Regions from separate parts of the Bicyclus anynana genome. Here region 2 is linked to region 1. A link is a contact called in public Hi-C data. All regions are on one chromosome and are shown on one strand. Each heading gives the region's core, a stretch centred on a gene start, on an enhancer-like site or on the middle of the called end of the contact. The rest is flanking DNA. Distances are from core to core; before and after follow the strand shown.

Region 1 (6,395 bases), core at 2,278-4,777:
ATCAGAGGCCTTGTAACAGATAAAAAACATGAAGAACCACCAGTCAAACCTGTACCATACAAATCTTTTGTAAAAGATGTGTACGGCCCATTCCGTATTGATGAACACTATGTTAAAGTACTAAATGATGGGATATGTATGGATGTGACAAGTTTTGAATTGATACGGTTTTCTTATGGCTTTGAACGTCACAAGGGGAAATGCTTTGGGTGTGATGTGGTACTGGATATATCAGAGTTAGAACAACATTTGAAACAGAAAGCACACAGAGACATTGTATTAAAATGTAATGTGCTGCTTATACCTGTGTTGGTTGATAATGAAGACTTCGTTAGAGAAGTGAGTTTTTTTAATTAAATATTAAATTAGTTAGTTAACTAATTAAAATAAGGGAGAACAACACAAACAGAGTAGTAGAGTGTTAGTTAACTGTCAAGGATGTCCTTAACCCTACACCATCTGTCACAAGTCCTGGAATCTGCTCAGTGTTTTTCTCTGCCACACTGTGGATCTAGCACTTGCAGTGAATCCAAGGAATACAGTATTTCATCTCCCTTTTATTGTAGTCGACAGTTGAAGTTTGATCATAATCATTTTAGGACAACAGTCTGTGATGGCTAGACTTTTATGGTTTAATATTTTATTTTATTCATTTAAAATATTTTATTGCATACAATGTACTACAAAAAACATGAAAGAAAAACTTAAAACTACCAATAGCATCCAAAAGCAGTCTAACTGCTAAAGCAATCTGTGCCAGACAACCTTGAAGTGTCATATATTATTAGAATCTCATGAAATCGCGACCTATTTTTTTTTTTTTTACAAGTTAGCCCTTGACTACAATCTCACCTGATGGTAAGTGATGATGCAGTCTAAGATGGAAACGGGCTAACTTGTTAGGAGAAGGATGACAATCCACACCCCTTTCGGTTTCTACACGGCATCGTACCGGAACGCTAAATCGCTTGGCGGTACGTCTATGCCGGTAGGGTGGTAACTAGCCACGGCCGAAGCCTCCCACCAGCCAGACCTGGACAAATTAAGAAAATCTCAATCTGCCCAGCCGGAGATCAAACCCAGGACCTCCGTTTTGTAAATCCACCGCGCATAACACTGCGCCACGGAGGTCGTCAAATTGACCATTGACACCTATTTATAAAAAAATATTATATTTTTCATTTTCAGATTCGTCCAGGGCTTTATCATTGTGGGTACTGTAATGTAGCAAATCCATTCTGGGAGAATATGGCAAAGCACCTGAGAAGTTTTACTCACAAAGTGCAGCGAACAAAGAAGGGTCTACTCGGTGTTATTGGTGGCACGCAACTTCTATTCCCGCATCTAAAGCTATATGAGATATACGAGTATAATAAGTTACGTGATTTGGATGGTTTCAATTAAATAATATATTTTCTTCATATTAATAAGTTGTTTAGCAATTTAATAAATTGTTTAACGATCAAATAAGTTGTTTAATGATTGTATAAGTTGCTTAATGATTATATAAGTTGTTTAACAATTTAATAAATTGTTTAATGATTGAATGAGTTGTTTAACGATTGAATAAGTTGCTTAATGTTTAAATAAGTTGCTTAATGTTTGAAAAAGTAGTTTGACAATTGTATAAGTTGTTTAATGATTGAATAAGTTGTTTAAAAAATTAATAAGTCACTTAATGATCTCATAATATGTTGTTTACCACTAAAATAAGTTGTGTAATATTCGAGTAAGTTGTTGATCTGATAAATAACTTTTTGAACTTTTGAAAAAAAAATTAAAATATTTGATAGATTGTTTACATGTGGGGTAGTGTACATTTGATTAAGTCTCTGTAATGGATTTAACCTATTTTAAGTAAAAGTGTGACACACACTAAAACACACACAATAAAGACACAGTCAGCTTCTGGTAATTCTGTTTCTTTTCTTGAAAGTGAAACTGTGGGGTGTCTGCTAATCACTAAATTAATTTTCTTTTTTTTTTGTTCTTTATTTAAATCGTTTTGTTATTAAGTTTTGTACTTGTAGAAACTAATTTTATTACCAGTTCAGGAAATAACATTCCAGCTAGTTACTAAACTTGCTAATGTGAATAGGTATAAGATATGATTAACAAAATATTTTTTTTCCATATATTTGCTCTTCTTTTTTTTATATTTGCTTATTAAACTGCTCAAAGACTAATCAAATACCTAATTCTGGTTGCACCCTCAGAAATTCTTATTGTCACCCTGTTACCTACCACAAACAGGGTTTTTTATTAAGTTGGGCATCTCATCAACATAAAGTTCATCATCATCACAATCAGCTGATGGACATCCACTGTTAGACATAGGCTTTTTTTTAATTTCTAAACAACATGGTTTTGGACCCCAGGCATCCAGTGGCTACTAGCCTAATACCTTCAGTCTAACAAGATGAAGTTGTTTTTGTTTGGGAGACATTAATTACCACCCTACCTGCAAAGATGTACCACCAACCGATTTAGTGTTCTGGTACATGTAGAAACCGAAAGCTGTGTGGATTTTCATGCTCCTAACAAGTCAGCCTGCTTCCATCTTAGATTGCATCATCACTTACCATCAGGTGAGATTGTAGTCAAGGGCTAACTTGTAAAGAATTAAAAAAAACTTGCTGACAATTGTCAGTAGGTTTTTTTTATGCCTGCATGATAATCAGGATTAAAAGAAAGTCCTCTAATCATCGAAATATATATTAAACCATTGTGGAAAATGGGAAAGCAACATTATTACATTGTTTTCTGATTTTTCATGTAAAATTTTCAATTCTCTCTTAACTATTTTAATATAATTTTCTTTAGTAGGCAACATATCTACATCTATGTCCAATATAGTAACCAAGTTACTAAGACTATAAGTATATAAGATGGATATGGTTGATTTGGTCTTCAATTTTACATTCTGAATGAAAGAAAATATGAAATTCTCTATATGAGTATTGAAATGTGTCATTATAAGCAAAGAATTCAGTATACTAGTACAAATTTGGAAACATTCAGTTGAAACTGAACAAACTTCAACTAATGATTTTAGTTCTTTATTTGAAAACAGTGTCTCAATATCAATATCATTTTGAAGTAACTTAAGAGATTTATTAAGTAACAGATGTTCAATTTTGGGTTTCATTTTAATAGCTATTTTATTGTAAAAACTTGGTTCTTGTGAAAGGTCATTGTTCCATAAATTTTGAATGACAGTTTGGGTTTTTTGATCATCATTCCAGTGTAAGACATCTTTTATAATGTTTTCAGAGTAAATTACATTGTTGTTTAAATTTAACAACGCTTGCAGTACTTCCGGGTTGACGCTTGACCCAAAACTGGTATTATGATTCACAGATTTTGAATTTAGAATTAAGAATGAGTCAAGTTGTTTATCAATGTTTTTGGTTCCGGTCGATTTTGTTAGTTGTTTTTCGTAAAACGATGTCAATACTTCGGTCAAGTCTTCGTCTATTTCCACGTGTCTATCGGGTGCTGTTTTACACATACTACGTAAACTTTTCAACATTGCTGTTCTCACTTTCTGTATTTTACCAATTTCATTGTTTCTGTCCAGTGTTTTCACTATACTGTTTGAAACCGCCATCGTAATATTTCTGTCCAGCAAAGGGTTTGAGTATATAAGTTTTGGACACACTTCGTTATTGAGTTTGAACAATTTGTCTATTGTTTCCTTGCTCATGTTGAAAGAATGTAAAAAATATACACATTACACAATAAAATCTCGATTAACAAATCCACATCCACAATTTATCTAACATTTAGCGTTTGTTTTGACGTTCACGTTTGGAATTTGGATAAATATTTTGTTTTGGCAATTGGCATGGCATATTGACATTGACACTTGACAGCCATCCTGTGAGGATTTAATCTTCTTTGAGCTTAAATTTCCACCTTAATACTTTTTAAATAGATACCCTTTGTAGATACCTTAATATTAAATAGCTAATATTTAATGTATAAAATGTTAATTAAATCTATTTAAATGATGAATACTGTAAGATTAAATAGAAGCAATTTTGTAGTGCCATCTGTTGATCAGTAGTAAATTGTTTTTCTGGCAGCTATTTTATTAGCGACATCTAGTAAATGGCAAGAAAATAACTTTATTATAATAATTCTAGATGGCATTGCATGTAAATATACGCTTGAAGTTGCAATTTAGAGATTAGTTCCGTACGTACCCTCCATTGTCTATTGTTGTGTAACTCTACTCTGATTCGAGCTAAAGCTCTCTTGTATATAAGTACCACTTAAACTAAATTACGAGGCATGCACTTTGACACTAATGTCCAAGCTTTCTTAACATTAGAAATCACGAACAGCCCATAAAACGTTTTAATAAACACCCATTAAATTTCAAATTCCGTAACACAGGGAACAATCGTTTTACTTTCTAAAAATTGTGCCGAAATAGGTAGGTATCTACCTAGATAGGTGCCAATTATTAGGTAGGTACCTCAAAAATTATTACATATAGTGTTTTTGTAATTAGGACTTTACATGGCCTGGAAATATGCTAGCGAAGCTAATGTTTATGTAGGTAGCCTATATACCCCGTAGCCCGTAGGTTAGGTAAGTACCTATTCTATTATAGTGTGGAAAACGGAATACTCATCCCAGGGTTCCCAACTTAGCGGTTTTCCCCCAGATTTAGGGGGCAAATAAGTGAAATGGGATTTTTTTAGGGGTCTGAAATTTTTAGGGGTATTTTGACTCTTTAATATTTTTAAATTGATGATAATTTTAATATTTCTTTCTTGGCCTAGCGACTTATAACGACATATAATACGTTATTCTACAACCTCTACAACTACAACTCTGAGGCAACTGGCGGCAATTTTCATCGAATATAAAAAAAAATGGTAAATTTATTCATTGTCAACATGTATGATTTGAAAAAAATCTGAATCTTCAGATAAAGACGTAGTATTTTGTCTGTATTAAATATAGACTTTTGAAACATATTACAGCATATTATTTCTAAATTATTATGAATTTATATTTTTTAGGGGGACAACAATTAAGGTGATTTTAGGGGTTTTTGACACAAACTTTAGGGATAAATATTTTGGAGAGTTGGTAACACTGCCATCCCCGGCCTTAGCCTACCCTAACCAGTAACCACCCGACAGTTTCTTATACCTATACCTATCTAAACTAGACACCTAATTCTATTTTAATTATGAAAACATTACATAATAAAAAAGTTTGCTTTAACGTTTTACGACATTTTTAATTCACCTATAGTTGGATCCCAACGTGGACAGGCAAAGATCGTTGACCATAGGTACAGCCAAAGTTTTACGACATTTTTGGCGGGCATCTGCAATAAATACCTATTATAAACTACCAAATGGCCGCAACTTCGAATGCGTGAATATTTTTTTAGGTCGGTAGGTATGTAGTTCCAAACAATCTATTAAAGATCAACAAGACATCATGTTATTCCGTTTAATAATACCGAAGTAGGTACCTATAGATTTCCCATCTAGGGACACCAGAGATGACAGAAAAAAATTAACACACAAATTAAGCAATTTCAGCATTCGAGAGTTGATTGATATATTGGTGTTATTCATCATCATCATCATCATATCAGCCGATGGACGTCCACTGCAGGACATAGGCCTTTTGTAGGGACTTCCAAACATCACGATCCTAAACCACCTGCATCCAGCGAATTTCTGCGACTCGCTTGAAGTCGTCAGTCCACCTGGTGAGGGGGTCTACCAAGACTGCGCTTACTAGTGCGGGGTCCATTCCAGCACTTTGAGACCCCAACGTCCATCGGCCCTTCAGATTATGTGCCCCACCCATTGCCACTTCAGCTTCGCAACTCGTTGAGCTATGTCAGTGAATTTAGTTCTTCTGCGGATCTCCTCATTTCTGATTCGATCACGCAGAGATACTCCTAACATAGCTCGTTCCATCGCCCGCTGTGTGACTCTGAGCCGTCTTATGAGGCCCATAGTTAGCGACCAAGTCTCGGAATCATAGGTCATCACTGGCAACACGCACTGTTCGAAGACTTTTGTCTTCAGGCACTGAGGAATTTCAGACGATAGGTGTTGTTATTAACATTAAAAAAATATATAGGTATATTATTCTTTGACTGGGGGGTCCACAGGGGTTGATTGCAAGTACATAATCAAGTCACCTTAATCCGACACTGAGTGTACTCGTATGTATCGAGTACTAGCCGACGCCCGCGACTTTGTCCGCGTGAAACTCGATGTAAACTTTCAACTACCCCTATCCTACCCCTACTCTACCCCTAGCCTACCCCTACCCTTACTCTACTCCTACCCACCCCTACCTTACTTTTCTGGTTGATTTTGTACACCTTGTGTCCGAAAAACTCAAATATC
Region 2 (6,395 bases), core at 2,717-5,216, 180 kb after region 1:
AGAACATCAATTTTTTTATTACCTTTTTGATCACCATCACTTAGTTCATTCTAAACAGAGAATAAATCAGTCGCAGAACATTAGCGCCAGTTAGCACGCTCCACTGACTGCCGCCAACTAATTACTAATTAGTGGAACTGAAATAACCGCCCCTAAGTCGAGCGTAATCTAAGCTTGAAAACCTCGTGATGGAGAATTGATTATTATTTATGTCAACTCTCTTACTGATACAATGTTGTGCTGGAAACTGTAATTGATGATTTAGGTATGGTTGGCGTGCATGTTGTCGATCAGGGCATGCACAATCAAGAAGGATTAAACAAACTGGGAGAAAAACATCTCTCAGGGTATGCAGTGCTATAAAGCATGTATGAAATGCACGCCACTGGGTATGGATCTTAAAGGAATAATATATGAAGATCCATCACACCCAAATAGAGCAACAAAATTGTCTGTTGTTTCTTGAGAGGGACGAGGGTAAACCCACACATCGGAAATATATAACTGTGTCCTGATCCTTACCCTACACATAACCAATTATTAATTTATAGGTAGGTACTACCGACAATGATAATTTTATAACTATAGACAATGATAATTTTATACTATAGATCGGTTACGTCCCTACAAAAATTACCGCAAAAAGTGATCCGAATAGGCTACAAAACTGAGCGCACACATGCACAATTTTGTCTTTAATTCCATTATTTAGGTATTTATCTTTAAATAGTTTTTACACTTCCGGAACACAACTCGACATTGTAGTCGATATTTATTTTAACAACGTTCGTTGTTGACCACAACTAACATTGATATGTGGAAATTTCCTCTTTTGACCTCTCTCATTCTCGACTCGAGCTCAGCTGTGAGCCAATTATGGGTTGATAATGATAATGGTACTCACCATCCCCAGGTTCCAAATCCGTTTTCCTATTGGTACTTAGGGTGCCCAATTACCTAAATAAATAAGTAGGGCAAAAGTACCTAAGTACCTTCAAAGAGTAAAATAATCTTTTGTAGATTTGGGTGTACCTACTCTTCTATAACAAGATCCCCTAGACTGTGATGGACCTGCCAATGCATAGCTTTAAGCAATGTGTTAAAAAACATTTGCTTAATCGAGGTTACTACACCATCGATGAGTTCCTTAATGATAAAGTTGCTTGGAGGTCGTTGGAGGTCGATCAGCTTTCACACAGGAAGTAAAACTATAAGAAATTGTAATGTTGTCATCAAGTGTAAGTATATTATAATATTGTATGATTTTTTTAAAAAGAGCAACTCTTAAGTTTCTTGCCGGTTTCTTCAGCAGAATCTGCCTTCCGAACCGGTGGTAGAATCTTTACAAATCTTAGTTACAAATAGTCAACTGACGTACCAAAAGTGCTTGTAAACTGAGCTTTCTGGAAATAAATGAATTTTGAATTTTGAACTTTTGACCTACGTACCTACCCAATTGAATAAGTTAGTTAAAATCATTAGTAACAAGCCAACTTGCAAATCGAGTTCCAAGTGAAGTCATGTTAACATAATTAACATACAAACAGACAACAGTGTTTCTGTATGTAATTAGTTGTATCTATCGTTTGTATCGGCTAATAACAGGTCGTACTTCAGTTACAAATTGTGGTTAATATCACTGTTGTAATGGCCGACGCGAACTATATTACTTATCCCATAGGTTCCCAACTTTATTTTGCCCACTTTTGAACGCGACGGGTAGCTTGTACCACCAGAGGCGTCTCTAGATCACGTAGCGCCCGGGTGCTGTCATCACCCTAACGCCCTCTAGTACCTATTAGATCAGAGTTAGAGTTCAAAAATGTAGGATTTTTTGTAACATTCGACAGTTTTAGTTTGGGAAGACAGGTGCAAGTTAGTAACGCCCAACGTAAGTACACGAGTAAAATGAATTTTATGGATAGAATAGTATACAAAAATAACAGAACACAACTTTGTTCATTTATAAAAAAAATGAAATAGTGGTGCTCGGGCTCCCCTAGGATCGCGGCGCCCGGGTGCAACGCATCCTGCACCTTAGGTAGAGACGCGAGGAAAAACATCGAGGACTTGTGACGTTGGTTGGTTTAAAAGATCTTATTAGAATGTATGTATTAACACTAATGATTTTAAACTTATTTCGTGGTTGTTCATTATGAATGATATTTAAACGGGTACATACCACGATAAAACGACGAGATTTTTATTGTCGATATTTCGACCCAGTTACATGGATCGTGGTCACGACGGGACTGAAGTTGCGAGATGAGAAGTGAAGTCAGCTGTTAGGGGCAAAAACATTGGATTGAGATCCATAATCCACGCATTATTTCCACGGACCGCCACTATATACCCCGAGTAGTTCGAGAAGCCATTGAAATTCGAAAATACAAAAATTTCAATCGGGAAGATGGTTTCAAACTAGCCAGCGAGTGGAACCCGGTGGTAGAATTGTGCAAACCAAGAGGGCGCCGCGATACGCATAATAACAAAAGCGATGTCGTGAGTGTGGTTTGCCTAAACAGCCAAAAACGCGAGGTCGTTGAAAAAAGAAAAAGAACAAGAAAGAGGGTAGATCGATTTTGCCCCTAACAGCTGACTTCACTTCTCATCTCGCAACTTCAGTCCCGTCGTGACCACGATCCATGCAACTGGGTCGAAATATCGACAATAAAAATCTCGTCGTTTTATCGTGGTATGTACCCGTTTAAATATCATTCATAATGTATTAACACTCACTAACAACACAACAACATCTTCTGTCTGACATGTTCTCCATACCCACTAAATATTTTATGAAAAATTACACTACTTTTGTATGATGAGTGAGTTGTTGCACAAATCACCAAGACGGCAAAACAGCGTGACATTAAGAACGTTGCACAACAAAGAACTGAACTTAAGTCACCAATCAACCTCTTGTTCAATAATATCACTGTCAACAAAATCTCCATTTTACGATAATAAATGTAAATATGAATGTTATCACCTTTATGTATTTAGGAACTCGTAAAATTGTTGCCCACAATCTACAATCTATGAGAATATTTCTTTATCCAAAACGCTTCATTTATTAAGCTCCAAAAATAGATTTTTTTTTGCTTTTCACCAATAGGAGCCCATTTAAATAGCCCACTACCAGTACTGGACCAATGACCATTATTCATTTATCTATTGAAGTTAAATTTCCATTTAAGAAAAATACGTCACGTCATTAATTAATTTAACATTGTTAGAACAACACTATATTTTTTTAGTTTTAAATTATTCTTTGTTAATTTTCAATTTGTTTTATATTGTGTGCATTTCTTCTTCTTCTTCAATAATTTGGTGGACGCTATCATCCACTTTGAGATCCTCTGACCTTCAGATTTCTTTTTCAGACGGAACGAGCCCTCGGCGAGGACTTAGTATTAAATTAGCCAGTAGCCTTGATGAGGTCGTGACTAACTGGTATCTACCTACTTATTCCTATATTTTACTAATAATGACAAGAAATAAAATCCGAAAGTACATGCCTCATCAATTCACCCATTAGATTTCTTATAGATAATAATTACCTATGAAAAACTTTATTGGTCAACGTGTAAAAAAAGGAAAGATTCAAGGGACTCCAAAGCTTTTCACGTTTTCCCACCGTTTTTCAATCAAAACATAGAAAATCGAAGTTACATTAATCTTACCTACCTTATGCCCTCTGTTGTCAAAGTAATTGAACTTTTAAAATATAAAAGGGGTTCATTTCAAGGTTTGAAATATGAGAGCGTGGTGCGCCATCTAGTATGTAATAGCATTATTACTATGCAAACCTTACATCAAAACAAAAAAAAAGTAAATATTATGCGACAAAATTCATAGATCATAAAATTGTTGTTAAACGTGTAATAGTTAAATTACTTTTACAAATGGGCGGTTAACTTTTTATCGACTGACTGACACTTTGACATTTGAACATGACAAAAATAGTAATAACTCGCCGCTGTCATAGCGGGAATGTGGAAATCTGGTTTGTTGATTCAAAGTGATTGTATCTGAATTATCGGCCTTATAAAATAATTTCGCCGAACAGAATGCCGCCGAGTAGCCTTCGAGTCGTATACGCGTTCGCCAGGGAGATGCATCCAAAAACTACGGACGTATTCATTGAATATGGCACAGCTGGGTTCCGAACCAAGTAAGTCCAGTGCAATTTATACAATAAAAAAGTCAATAAATGGTTTTCCCCAATTCTAAACCTATGTCTAAGTGATGATATTACGAAACTAGTCATTTCACTTTCAAGTTTTTTCTGCTTGTCACGTAAGCACTATTGAAGGATGTACGTCCTTATAAGAAACTATTGTCGCAAATTGTGACTCATTTACTAGTAAGCGTATGACAATTTATAACGGGAAGTAGCCGAGATTATGGTCGATGACACCTCGTTAAACAATAAGCGGTTATACACATCCATTCAAGCTTTTTACACACAAAAAAGTACACAACAATCATGTATCGTGTTGCATTGTCGTAAAATACCGTCTACGTAATTACAAATGCAACTCTGACCTTGGAATTAATTGTGGAATGTTGATATTAACCTGTACTAATCATTCTACGTGAACTAACATGCATTTTGTAATTAGTTAATTAGATTTGAAAATGTTTAAATATACATTTTTGATTAATAAAATGGTATTTGGTTGAAACTTGGTTGATTTTATCCCCCTTAAAACATACAGAAATTAGTGTGTATTTGAGCATGTACTTATTAACCTAGTATTTAAGTATTTATTAGATACTTACTTACAAGATATAGAGTCATTTGAACATATTGAAATAAAATTATTGCAAGTGTTTACTTCTATACAATATTTTTCTTCTATAAAATTTTTAAAAAGTTATGTCATCTCTACCACTGGTTTGCCAGTAACTCAGCAGTTGCTCTTTTAGAAAAAAGTTTTATATAGTAGCAGCAGAAAAAGACAGCTTTAGCAGACACCCTGCGGTTCCACCAGCCAAAACTCCCATTCGTGGGAATACAGGGATAAAATATAGACTATGACATTCACAAATAATGTGGCTTTCTGTTGGTTCAAACATTTTGAAATAGATTTTGAAGATCCTAAAATAATCCCTAAACTGACAAACCCACAAAGTTTACATCTTCATTATATTAGTATGTAAATCATCCCTTGTCATTGCTTCTGCAGTTAGCTGGTCAATTTGAAGTCCTGTGCCTGATCTTTCACTGGTTGTGTCGGTCTGCCGTCCCATCAGACTATGAGAGTGAGGGTAAAGAGAGTGCACTTGTGTTTGTGCACACACTTGTGCACTATAAAATCTCCTGTCTACTCGGTTAATCTCACTGTGGGATTGGCTGCGGCTAATATGAAAATATATTGGTTTGAGAGCATATTATTAATATTATTACTTTATAATAATAATAATAATAATAAAGCTTTTTTTTAATTCCCATTTAGATAGTAGTAATCAGTATCTTAAAACTATTCCAATTAATCTATATATTAAATAATTAATTATATTATGTACTAGTTAATAATGGGCCCCTTCGGGTATAAGCCTCCTCCATTTGTCCCTTTCTTTTGTGAGTTCCATCCAATCTTGGCCAGTGGTAATTATTACTTTATACCACCCATATATTATAACACCCACTAGCAATTTTTGCAGAAGAAAGCAGAGCTAATAATTGCTTCCAACTTTGTCATCAATATTCTCCAGACCTTTCCACTCTACTCGATCTCTAGCCTGGAGTCTGGAGGAGGCCTATGTCGAAAGACAACCTGATTGCTCTGGTGTATAAATTAGGTAATAGTATTAGGTATATCATATGTATTCAGTAATCAGAGAATAAAGGCTATTTTTATTTATTTTTTATTATTGTCATCAATATAGTTATGAATCCAAAACTGTTCTATAATTTATGAAAATAGTATTCAAAACCAAAAATAGTTTCAATAAAAGTTGCCTGGGTATGCATACAAAGGCAGCAACTGTCCAAAATGGTTCCAAAATATTTGGGCAAGCAGCCAAGCACTCTGCTTTATAGACATGTAATAGATTCCTTATCAAACACTTAGTTATTGATTGTTATAGATCAGACAGTTATAAAAATAGTATGTTTTCAGTCTTCTAAAATATAATATTTTATACTATCTATACACAAATTTTTGTTTGTTTAGCTGAACACATTAATCTCAAAAATTGGTTTGAATTGAAATTTTTTCGCTATTGGATTGATAGATAGAAAGTAATGTGATTAAAAGTAGAAAATTTCTTGTTTCGGCAGTGGATATTGTTAATGTGGATTTGGAAAATGTCAAGAAATGGGCTGATGCACATGGCCTACTTGTAAATCCTGGAAAGTCGCAGGCCATGATTGTAGGAGGTCGACA

Evidence for each region. A called contact is a pair of places that touch in the nucleus more often than the background predicts.
Region 2: a contact with region 1 is called in a Hi-C map of whole body, with 5 times the contacts expected there. The contact joins the promoter of LOC112053315 here to the enhancer-like site in region 1. A contact is called at or near these places in 2 of 2 Hi-C or Micro-C datasets (whole body and whole larva).

The regions. Positions count from the first base shown.
Region 1 is chr24:7,129,979-7,136,373 of ilBicAnyn1.1, forward strand. It overlaps LOC112056252, which reads left to right. Exons shown (of 4, transcript XM_024096647.2): 3 at 1-339; 4 at 1,189-2,137. The coding sequence ends at 1,404. Among protein-coding and RNA genes, the nearest start is that of LOC112056252, 7.4 kb to the left of the region's middle. Within about 2 kb of position 3,528, at least 8 of the 8 cell types and tissues checked have open chromatin away from gene starts, as enhancers often do.
Region 2 is chr24:7,309,745-7,316,139 of ilBicAnyn1.1, forward strand. LOC112053315 (phosphoacetylglucosamine mutase) reads left to right here and starts at 3,967. Exons shown (of 13, transcript XM_052889015.1): 1 at 3,967-4,174. The coding sequence starts at 4,071.